Linked DNA regions of Danio rerio: region 2 is linked to region 1. The links are chromatin contacts, called in public Micro-C maps. All regions are on one chromosome and are shown on one strand. The core of a region is the stretch at or near the end of the contact, and the rest is flanking DNA. Distances in the headings are between cores, read along the strand shown. Region 1 overlaps LOC137489144 (a long non-coding RNA gene). Region 2 holds the start of zfp64 (zinc finger protein 64 homolog (mouse)).

Region 1 (4,571 bases), core at 844-3,343:
GGAGGCTGAAGTATGAGAAGGAGCGCTATCCTGCTGAAGAATCTGCCTCTCCTGTGGTTTGTAATGCACGCTGCCATACTGAATGTAACCCCAAACCATGATTTTTCCTTCACCAAACTTGACTGATTTCTGTGAGAATCTTGGGTCCATGTTGGTTCCAATAGGTCTTCTGCGGTATTTGTGATGATTGGGATTCATCTGAAAAATCTACCTCCTGCCACCCTTCCAAATGATCAACTAGAAGTCAAGTTATTATTTGTTGCTCTTACAACTGAGATCAATGACAAGACTTTTGTCAGGCTGTGGCTATAAGTTGAATACATTTGATTTAATCTAAAAGAAATGAGTGCAAGAAAGACTTTTTTACAGTGTATGTGGTTGTTAGTCTCTCATGATAAGTTATGATTAAGGCGAAAGCTCATTTTTAAGTAGTTTATTTTTAAAGGGCAGATATTTGCAGAGAGTATTATGTCAGTCTTTGTCAGGACCGCCCACAGTCAATACACAGTTTGGAAAACAATAAAGACGTGAAAGAAGCAGCATGTTATCCTGTGCATTTACCGTGAGTGTGCTCGCATTTCTCTGTCCAGCAGTGTGTTGTGTGGGAGAGGGGGTTTGGGGCTGGAGAGAGGGGTTTGTCGGGACCCTTGTCAGCACTAATGTGTGTCACTGCTGATAGAGAGAGAGAGAGATCTGAGTATGGATCAGATTCCTGGAGCCTCAGGGGGCCGAGACATTCCCAGGCTCCATTACTGCAGAAACATAAGGAAGAAAAACAGTCAGAATTATTTCACACTGTCTATAGATTTATATACACACAAAATAATGATGTATCTCAAAAGCTTGTGATTGGTAAGATTTTTTTATGGTTTTGTCAGAAGCATCATATGCTGATTGATAATATTGCAATTTAAAATAGCTGCTTTATATGTATATATCTGATCTATCCATCCATCCATCCATCCACCCATCCATCCATCCATCCATCCATCCATCCATCCATCCATCCATCCATCTATCTATCGTTCTATCGTTCTATCGTTCTATCTATCCACCCTCACGTAGCCCTTTTCTATCCATTCATCAATCTTTAGCCTATATATAAATCTGTCTATATATTAATTTATAGTAATCCATCCGTCCACCCTCACTTACCCCTTTTTTATCCATTCATCCATCTTTAGCCTATATATGAATTTGTCTATATATTTATTTATAGTAATCCATCCATCTATCCACCCTCACTTAGCCCTTTTCTATCCATTCATCCACTTTTAGCCTATATATGAATTTGTCTATATATTATAGTAATCCATCTATCTATCCACTTTCACTCAGCCCTTTTCCATCCATTCATCCATCTTTATCCTACATATTTAATTGACTATATATTAATTTAGTCTATCTATCTATCTATCTATCTATCTATCTATCTATCTATCTATCTATCTATCTATCTATCTATCTATCTATCTATCCTCATTTTCCCTTTTCTAATTATTCATTTGTTTATTTATCTATAGCCTATACATTAATTTATTCATATATTTTACATTTTAATTGCACTTTGATATTAAACGTTTCGACATAATTTGTGAAGCTATACAAAATTCAACTTGATTTTTTAAAGAGTCCAAAAATAATGAAAATGTACTCTTTAATTACTCGCAATCAATTGAGGAAACCTTTACTAGTCTCTTTTTTATTTCTGCTGAACCTAAAAGAGGATATTTTGAAGAAAGCTGGAAACCTCTCACCAATCGACGTCCATAGTAAGAAAAACAAATGCAAAAGAATGGTTACCGGCATTCAACTTTCTCCAGAATATCTTCTTTTTACAAGAAAGAAAGCCAAACAGGTTTGTGACAAGTGAGTAAATTATGACAGAACTTCCGGCTTTTGAGCGAACTGTCTCTTTAAGTCACTCGACATGACTTGATTCAACCTTAAAATGATTATATTGTTAGAAAGAGGCCTATTAGATCGCATAAGCAGTCTATGTTCGCTTTAGAGTATTAATGCAGTAAAGCTAGAGCAGGATTGCTGAGGTGTGGTTCCCTCCAGTATGTGTATATTAAAGAGCTCTGGTGCGTCGTGCTGACAGACGCTTTGCTCAACACTGCAGGTATTGTAGAAACCCCCACCGCCATCAAGTTACACTGACAGACATGTGAAATAACACAATCCTCCAACATTCAGTCGTTATTTAATCAAACTCATATCTAGAAACTCAGAGATCCGCACTGAATGAACACGAGTCGATGACGAGAGTTGTTATTATTTTTAAACGAACTTTTAACCGTTCACGTTTCAAACAAAATAATTTTAGGCGTTTGCTGTAAAACCAAAAACATCACACTGAAACCACAAATTCGCCGTGGTTTTGATAGAATGGACATGGATCTTGGTATTTGTAGTAACGTATGTTAGGCTAAAACAAGTGTTGTTCAAACTGTTACTTGAGTGAAATCTGATATAGATATCAAACGGTATGGTTAGGCCCTATTGCAAATGTATGGTAATTGCATGGCACACAAGTTCATTTGGATTCTATAAACATATATGTAAAAAATTATTGACATATATGGCAAAAAAATGGCCGCGTTTGGACGATATACATGTTTTCAACCATTGAAACTAAGTACACATAGGCTTTTTGTTAACGTGTGTGTACTTCGCAATATTTTGACATGGCATAGGTATATTTTGTTAATTAAAAAGAGAAGTTGTAGTATGTAGCTTTGTATATTTATCAGCTTTCTCGAAAGGAGTTGTGCACCTAAACCAATCTACAACCAGCTTGACCAGCCAGGCTGAGAGCCCAACCAAAACCAGCTATGTCCAGCTTAAACCAAGCTGGGCTAGCTGGTAATTTTCCAGCCTGACCAATTAGGAGTAGCCTAGAAATAGCTGGAAACCAGCCTGGAAATGGCCAAAACCCCTTTAAAACCAGCCAACAAGGAGGCTGGTTTAAGCTTTTTTATGCAGGGATACAGCTGTAATTATATCAAATAGTGAGTAATTTCGTAAGAACAGTTTTGAAACTTGCCTCCTGTAGATTGTGCACATAATAATGCTCTTCGCCGTCTTGTTTTATGAATATTCTCCGTACTAACAAATTCATTTGTCAAGTTCCTTGTTCTTCCACAAGGTGTCTCCCCATCTGTGTTTCTCGGCTGGTTTTGCTAGTGGTTTCTCTTTAAAAACTTCCACAGATTTATCAGAGAGGCACGAGTACTTTTTATAAACAACAAACCGAATGCATCTTCATTTTATATTACTGGATATTTTTACTAGACTACTTTAAGAAAATAATTATGGTTGAAAAACTCACCAAGAAGCACACTGCCTGTTTAATCCAGCCTACTTTACATATATTGTATTAGTTTTGTTTTTGTTTTTTGTAAAGAAACCCAAACTAAACTAAATATATGGAATCTGCTCATTTTTTATTATTTTTATTACGTTTTATGGTTATATTAATTATGTTGTTTTTTTTTATTCAATTACTAACTTTATTTTTATTAAATGATCTAATTTATTAGCTGATTAGTATTGGATTGTGCATATTGCGTATATTAACACATTAATTCATTACATTTTTGTTTTATTATTTTTTTTAGATGTACTTTAAACTTTAGCTTTTGTTAATAGTTTGTGTTATTTGTTTTATTTAGATTTTTTTTACATTTCTAGATTTTCATTAATGTTACTTTTATTATTCATTTATTTGATTATTATTATTATTATTAATTTTGTATTTATAGCATTTCGTTGTTTTATTTCTTTGTTTGTTATTTATATTTTATTTTTATTAGGCTGTTAGCATTCTTTTTAAATATTTTTTTACACTAATATTTGTAAAATGTAATATAATTTTTAGATTACATTTTTTTATTAGATTATTATTAGGGTGCTAGATTGAATATTTTTGTATTATTTTATTCTAGTTTGATTGAATTGTTTTAATTTATTGTTAGTTTATTTATGGAGTGAATTATAGTTGTAGTTATAGTTAGTAAACTATATAACTATCTATTTAATAGATAGTGTGTGTGTGTGTGTATATATAAATATATATATATATATATATATATATATATATATATATATATATATATATATATATATATATATAAATTTTTTTAAAAATAAATAAATATTTATGTATCACATATCAAACCAGCACATCCTGTTGAATTTCTTTTCTGTACAGAAGATCAGTTCTATGTTGGCATATTTTTCATTTCTCAAAGTCCATCATTGGGGAAATTGCATTCTCCCTTTGAGCATAATGAACTGCAGACAGGAAGTTATTTTCAAAGGTGTTTTCCCAACTTCTGCCATCTCACATACACGTAAAGCAGTTGATTTCAACAGAATCCTCCCTTTCTAAAGCACTTCTTCAAAACTCTGCCATCAGCAAGATGATGAGGTGTTAACCTTAAATAAGCCTGCATGTACGCAGTCAGGGATCCCAGCTTTTCACCCCCACTGTCTGTCGCGTCACGTCAAACCGCATGTTTCCATCTCAAAAGCTCCACGATTTTCACCCTCAGTGGAGGATTTGC
Region 2 (4,571 bases), core at 1,352-3,851, 620 kb after region 1:
ATTAAATTAAATTAAATTAAATTAAATTAAATTAAATTAAATTAAATTAAATTAAATTAAATTAAATTAAATTAAACTAAAGTAAATTAAGTGACACAGTGGCTCAGTGGTTAGCACTGTCGCCACAAAGCAAGAAGGTCTCTGGTTTGCCTGAGCCAGTTGGCATTTCTGTGTGGAGTTTGCATGTTCTCACCATGTTGGCTTGGGTTTCCTCCGAATGCTCTGGTTTCCCCCAGAAGTCCAAAGACATGCGCTACAGGTGAATCGGGAGAGCTAAATTGACCGTAGTGTATGTGTGTGAATGAGTATGTATGGGTGTTTCCCAGTGATGGGTTGCAGCTGGAAGGGCTTCCGCTGTTTAAATCATATGTCCATTCCGCTGTGGCGACCAGGGATGAATAAAGGGACTAAGCAAAAGGAAAATGAATTAATGAAAATAAAATAAAAAGAGCAAGTTTTTTTTTTCTCCAGTAGTTTCTATATAAGAATGAAAGATTAATAGCACTTTTTGTTTTATTATCATCAAGGCGTTTATATATAAAAATAATCACATTATAAAAGATACAACATATTGCTTTCAACATATTGGGCCTAGTATATTATATATTTATATATATATATATATATATATATATATATATATATATATATATATATATATATATATATATATATATATATATATATATATATATAATTTTGTTTAAATTCCTCTTTCTTTGTCAAACTAAAAAGAAAACCTACTTTAAAATAATTTACTACCTCTCTATTATATATTTTTCATATTATTCAACCTCCTTTTAGATGTCAAAATCACTGTTTTCACCTTGTCACACACCCAGAGTTTTAAACTTCAACAATAAAATTTTTAAATATTATTTATATTTATATCTATTAATGTATCTTAATTAAGTAAAACCAGAAAAATAATTTAAATATTGTATAGTAATTAATCTGAGACTATTATCAATATAATTTTTATACAAAAGATAGCTGTCACACAGTATCAGTGTCATTTCCACCACGACACTGTAATGTCACTTTAAAAGGTTTGTGTGAAAGATTATTTAGGTGGTTTCTATAAAAATAATTAGTGCCATCTGAGAACATGTTCAAGATGGAGGGATTTTACATATCTATCAACAACACAATATTGCTTGATAAGGAAATACATTTATTCTATGTCATTTTTAGGGCCAGACGGAATCTGCGGATGTTTTTTGCTATTTCTGCGGAGAATTTTGGTAAAAATCTGCGGATTTCTGCAGAATTATTTTGGGAGTATCTAGCGGAGTACCATAACTAGAACCTTAATATATTAAATAAAAAGTAATAAATTACTGAATAAAAACTGAATAAATTCAGATTTACAGATTTACTCAAGTAAATAAACAGAATTAATAATGGGCAAAAAATTTGCGGAATTCTGCAGAAAATCTGCGGAATTCTGCGCGCGCAGATTCCGTGTGGGCCTAGTCATTTCCAAACATGTTGTACCTTCAAAGATGTTTTTAGAAACAAAACAAAATCAAGGTTAAAAAAAAGAGTGTTTTGTATACATGAAAGGCTAGTATCAATTCAAAGCTCATCGGTGAAGCTATTTTTCATGTTTTCACGATAAACTGTTGAAATGTCATTTTCACCACTGTCATTTACATCACCACACACGTTTTAAAATAATATTTAGAAAGTCCTCATCACACATTAAAGGTGTATTTACAATATTTATGCTCTATTTAATATACAAATTCGGTTTATTTATTTTCTAATAAGCCCTTAACCAAATTAATATTAAATTCTAGAGTGTGACAGGTGTATAATTCAGCATTTGGTCCTAAGGGACTAATTTATTTAATTGACAAATGAATAATTATTGTATATATTGTGGAAAAATTGGTTAAACTAGATATAAAAATGATCTTAGACAAAGTTTCACTGCCATCATTTATTTCATTTTGAAATAAAAGCTGTATATTGAGATGTGATGGAATTGACATTTGTTTAGTTCACGATGGAAAAAAATGTTTCTCTTTTATCTAATTTTGTCCTCTTACAGATCTTAAAACTAGACAAATTGTTTAAACTTTTGAGGCTATGTAACGTTAATTTTGAACAAGTTTTTTACTCAACTTCACAAGGCTAAAAATGCCCGTAGTTGAAGAATGGCCCTTACAGTGTTACGTTTGTATTCATTCATTCATTCATTTTTTCTTGTTGGCTTAGTCCCTTTATTTATCCGGGGTCGCCACAGCGGAATGAACCGCCAACTTATCCAGCAAGTTTTTACGCAGCAGATGCCCTTCCAGCCGCAACCCATCCCTGGGAAAGTTAAGTTTGTATGTTTAGGTAAAACATAGACTGTAAAAAAAGGTAAAGCCATGTCATAAACATAATACCCTTACCATGCATACAACGTTTCAAAATCATCACAAAACACACTTTTATTATCACACTTTTTAATCCAAGTTTAAATCTTAAATATTAACTGAATGAACTTACCTGCGTCTCCTGACTGTTGAGGCGCTGCTTCTGTTCAACAGCCCTGAACGCTTTCCAGCGACGAAATGTTGTTTACCGTCAAGCAGTTCACACTGTCGCAAAACCCTCAACTCTGCTGAAAACCCCGTTTGAAATGAAGAGGACACGGAACAGCAACAGCAGCAAACGCGAATTAAAGTTGTCAAATACAGCACATACTCAAAATCAGCTGACATTTTCATCCAGATGGCAACATTCAACGGAGAAGGTATAAAAAGATATGAGAAAATCAAAGAAATGCATTGTTTTGAAATAGACTTTAAAAGAAAACCCTTCGTGAAATAACGTTAGATACCTATACATTAAGAGATCCAGTAAACTGGTGATGCTGGTAAACTGATAGATTCAGGAAAAGTCCATTTTAATATGTCATAATAAATATATATATTATAATAACAATGTTTATGTGGCATGTTTCTTACATTGTTGATTAAACGTAAATGGAAGTTGCTTAAGATATGGAGATAACGTACACTAATTTGGTAATAAGTGTAAGGTTTTATTTTCGCACATTTATTCATTTTAATAATATCTATATTGTTTACCACGTCAAAATTGAAGTAAAATTGGTTTTATATTCTAACATTCGTTCAGTGACAACTTGTGACACTGTCTCTATATTGTTTATCACACTATTTTTAATGTTTAATATCAATAATGAGTAAAATCCATTGAGGTAAAAATTCACACTTTCAGACTTCCCAGTTAATAATATAGGTTTAGAAAAGTATTTTAAAAAAAAGGAAAATCATATTAGCAGACAATGACTATCAAAGTACAACATTGATCACAGTCATTTAAATAGTATTAATGTTTTGAAGTCATACTTACATGAGATTGTTGTACTGAAGTCATTGGTTGCAAATATGATTTCTATGTTTTCTATATATTTTCAATATATATAAATCAGTAATAATATTACTTTTTTATTGTATATTTTAATGCTTTATTTTAAAGGAGAATGTATATAAATCAAATTTTACCAGTGACACACAGACTATATTGTTTACCATGCTACTTTGTATATTGTGTCCGAAATCTTATGTAAGAATGACTGTGACTGATATAAAAAATGTAAAAAGAGCTAAATTCAAGAGAAGAAAAAAATCCAAATGTTTAGTTGAAATGTTGTAGTTTGTAATTTGTTTTGCAATATTTTGCAAAAATATGGAAATGTATTATCTTTAAATTTCTAAAGATGTTTGATGACTAAAATATTATTTTAATAAATATATCCGTTTAATAATGCACCAAAATATATGACCGATATTCACTGAGAAATGGAGTCAAATATTCATTTCTGAAATGGGGTGTACTCAGTTATGCTGAGAACTGTAACTATGACTTCAAAACAACATTAGCACTATTTAACTGACTGTAAAGAGTGTTGTACTTTGATAATAATTTGCTGTTGGTATGATTTCCCAATTTAGAAATACTTTTCTGAAAGTAAATTAATAAGGAGAATGTCTTAATATGCAACTATAACCAACTTTATCTTATCATCAATTATGCGATTTTAAAATAACGCCTGTTGTACTTTTTTATCGTGATATAGAGAAGACAACCACTCAAAAATAATCCAGTGTAATAATAGGTAATATACTAACAAATCTGACTTTTTGCTTTTTGCTTGGTTATGTTTGTAAATTTCACAACCTCATTATAACGTGTGACCGATATTCTTATGTTTTTACAAGTGTCACATGTTTAAAATATTCAACACTTTACTTTTTCTTTGTACCTAATTAAATGAATGCTAATATTATGAAACTGACCCATATCCTGTATAGGATTGTGTTTAAATTAGAGCTGTGAACCTACACTAGTCTCACGGTTCGGTTCGGTTACGATTATCATGCCATCGATTCGGTTCAATTCGATATTTCAGTGCATCACATTTTCTTCACAGCAGCAGCTCTTGTATTAAAATGTATGAATATATTTATATTTATATAGGTTATTATTTGTAATACAATTGTGTCATTTAATACAGTCAGATATATAAACTGTAACTTTAAAAAAAATTAGCA

The links. A called contact is a pair of places that touch in the nucleus more often than the background predicts.
Region 2: a Micro-C map of caudal fin shows a contact between it and region 1, with 4 times the contacts expected there. The contact joins the promoter of zfp64 here to the enhancer-like site in region 1. A contact is called at or near these places in 3 of 18 Hi-C or Micro-C datasets (caudal fin, hematopoietic stem cells and an unstated tissue).

What each region holds. Positions count from the first base shown.
Region 1 is chr23:41,476,273-41,480,843 of GRCz12tu, forward strand. It overlaps LOC137489144 (a long non-coding RNA gene), which reads right to left. Exons shown (of 3, transcript XR_011008504.2): 2 at 4,444-4,571; 3 at 1-752. Among named protein-coding and RNA genes, the nearest start is that of znf217, 32 kb to the right of the region's middle. Within about 2 kb of position 2,094, at least 24 of the 62 cell types and tissues checked have an H3K27ac peak or open chromatin away from gene starts, as enhancers often do. A contact at or near this core is called in caudal fin, where this site is marked.
Region 2 is chr23:42,092,723-42,097,293 of GRCz12tu, forward strand. zfp64 (zinc finger protein 64 homolog (mouse)) reads left to right here and starts at 2,602. Exons shown (of 6, transcript NM_001386517.1): 1 at 2,602-2,746. The coding sequence starts at 2,725.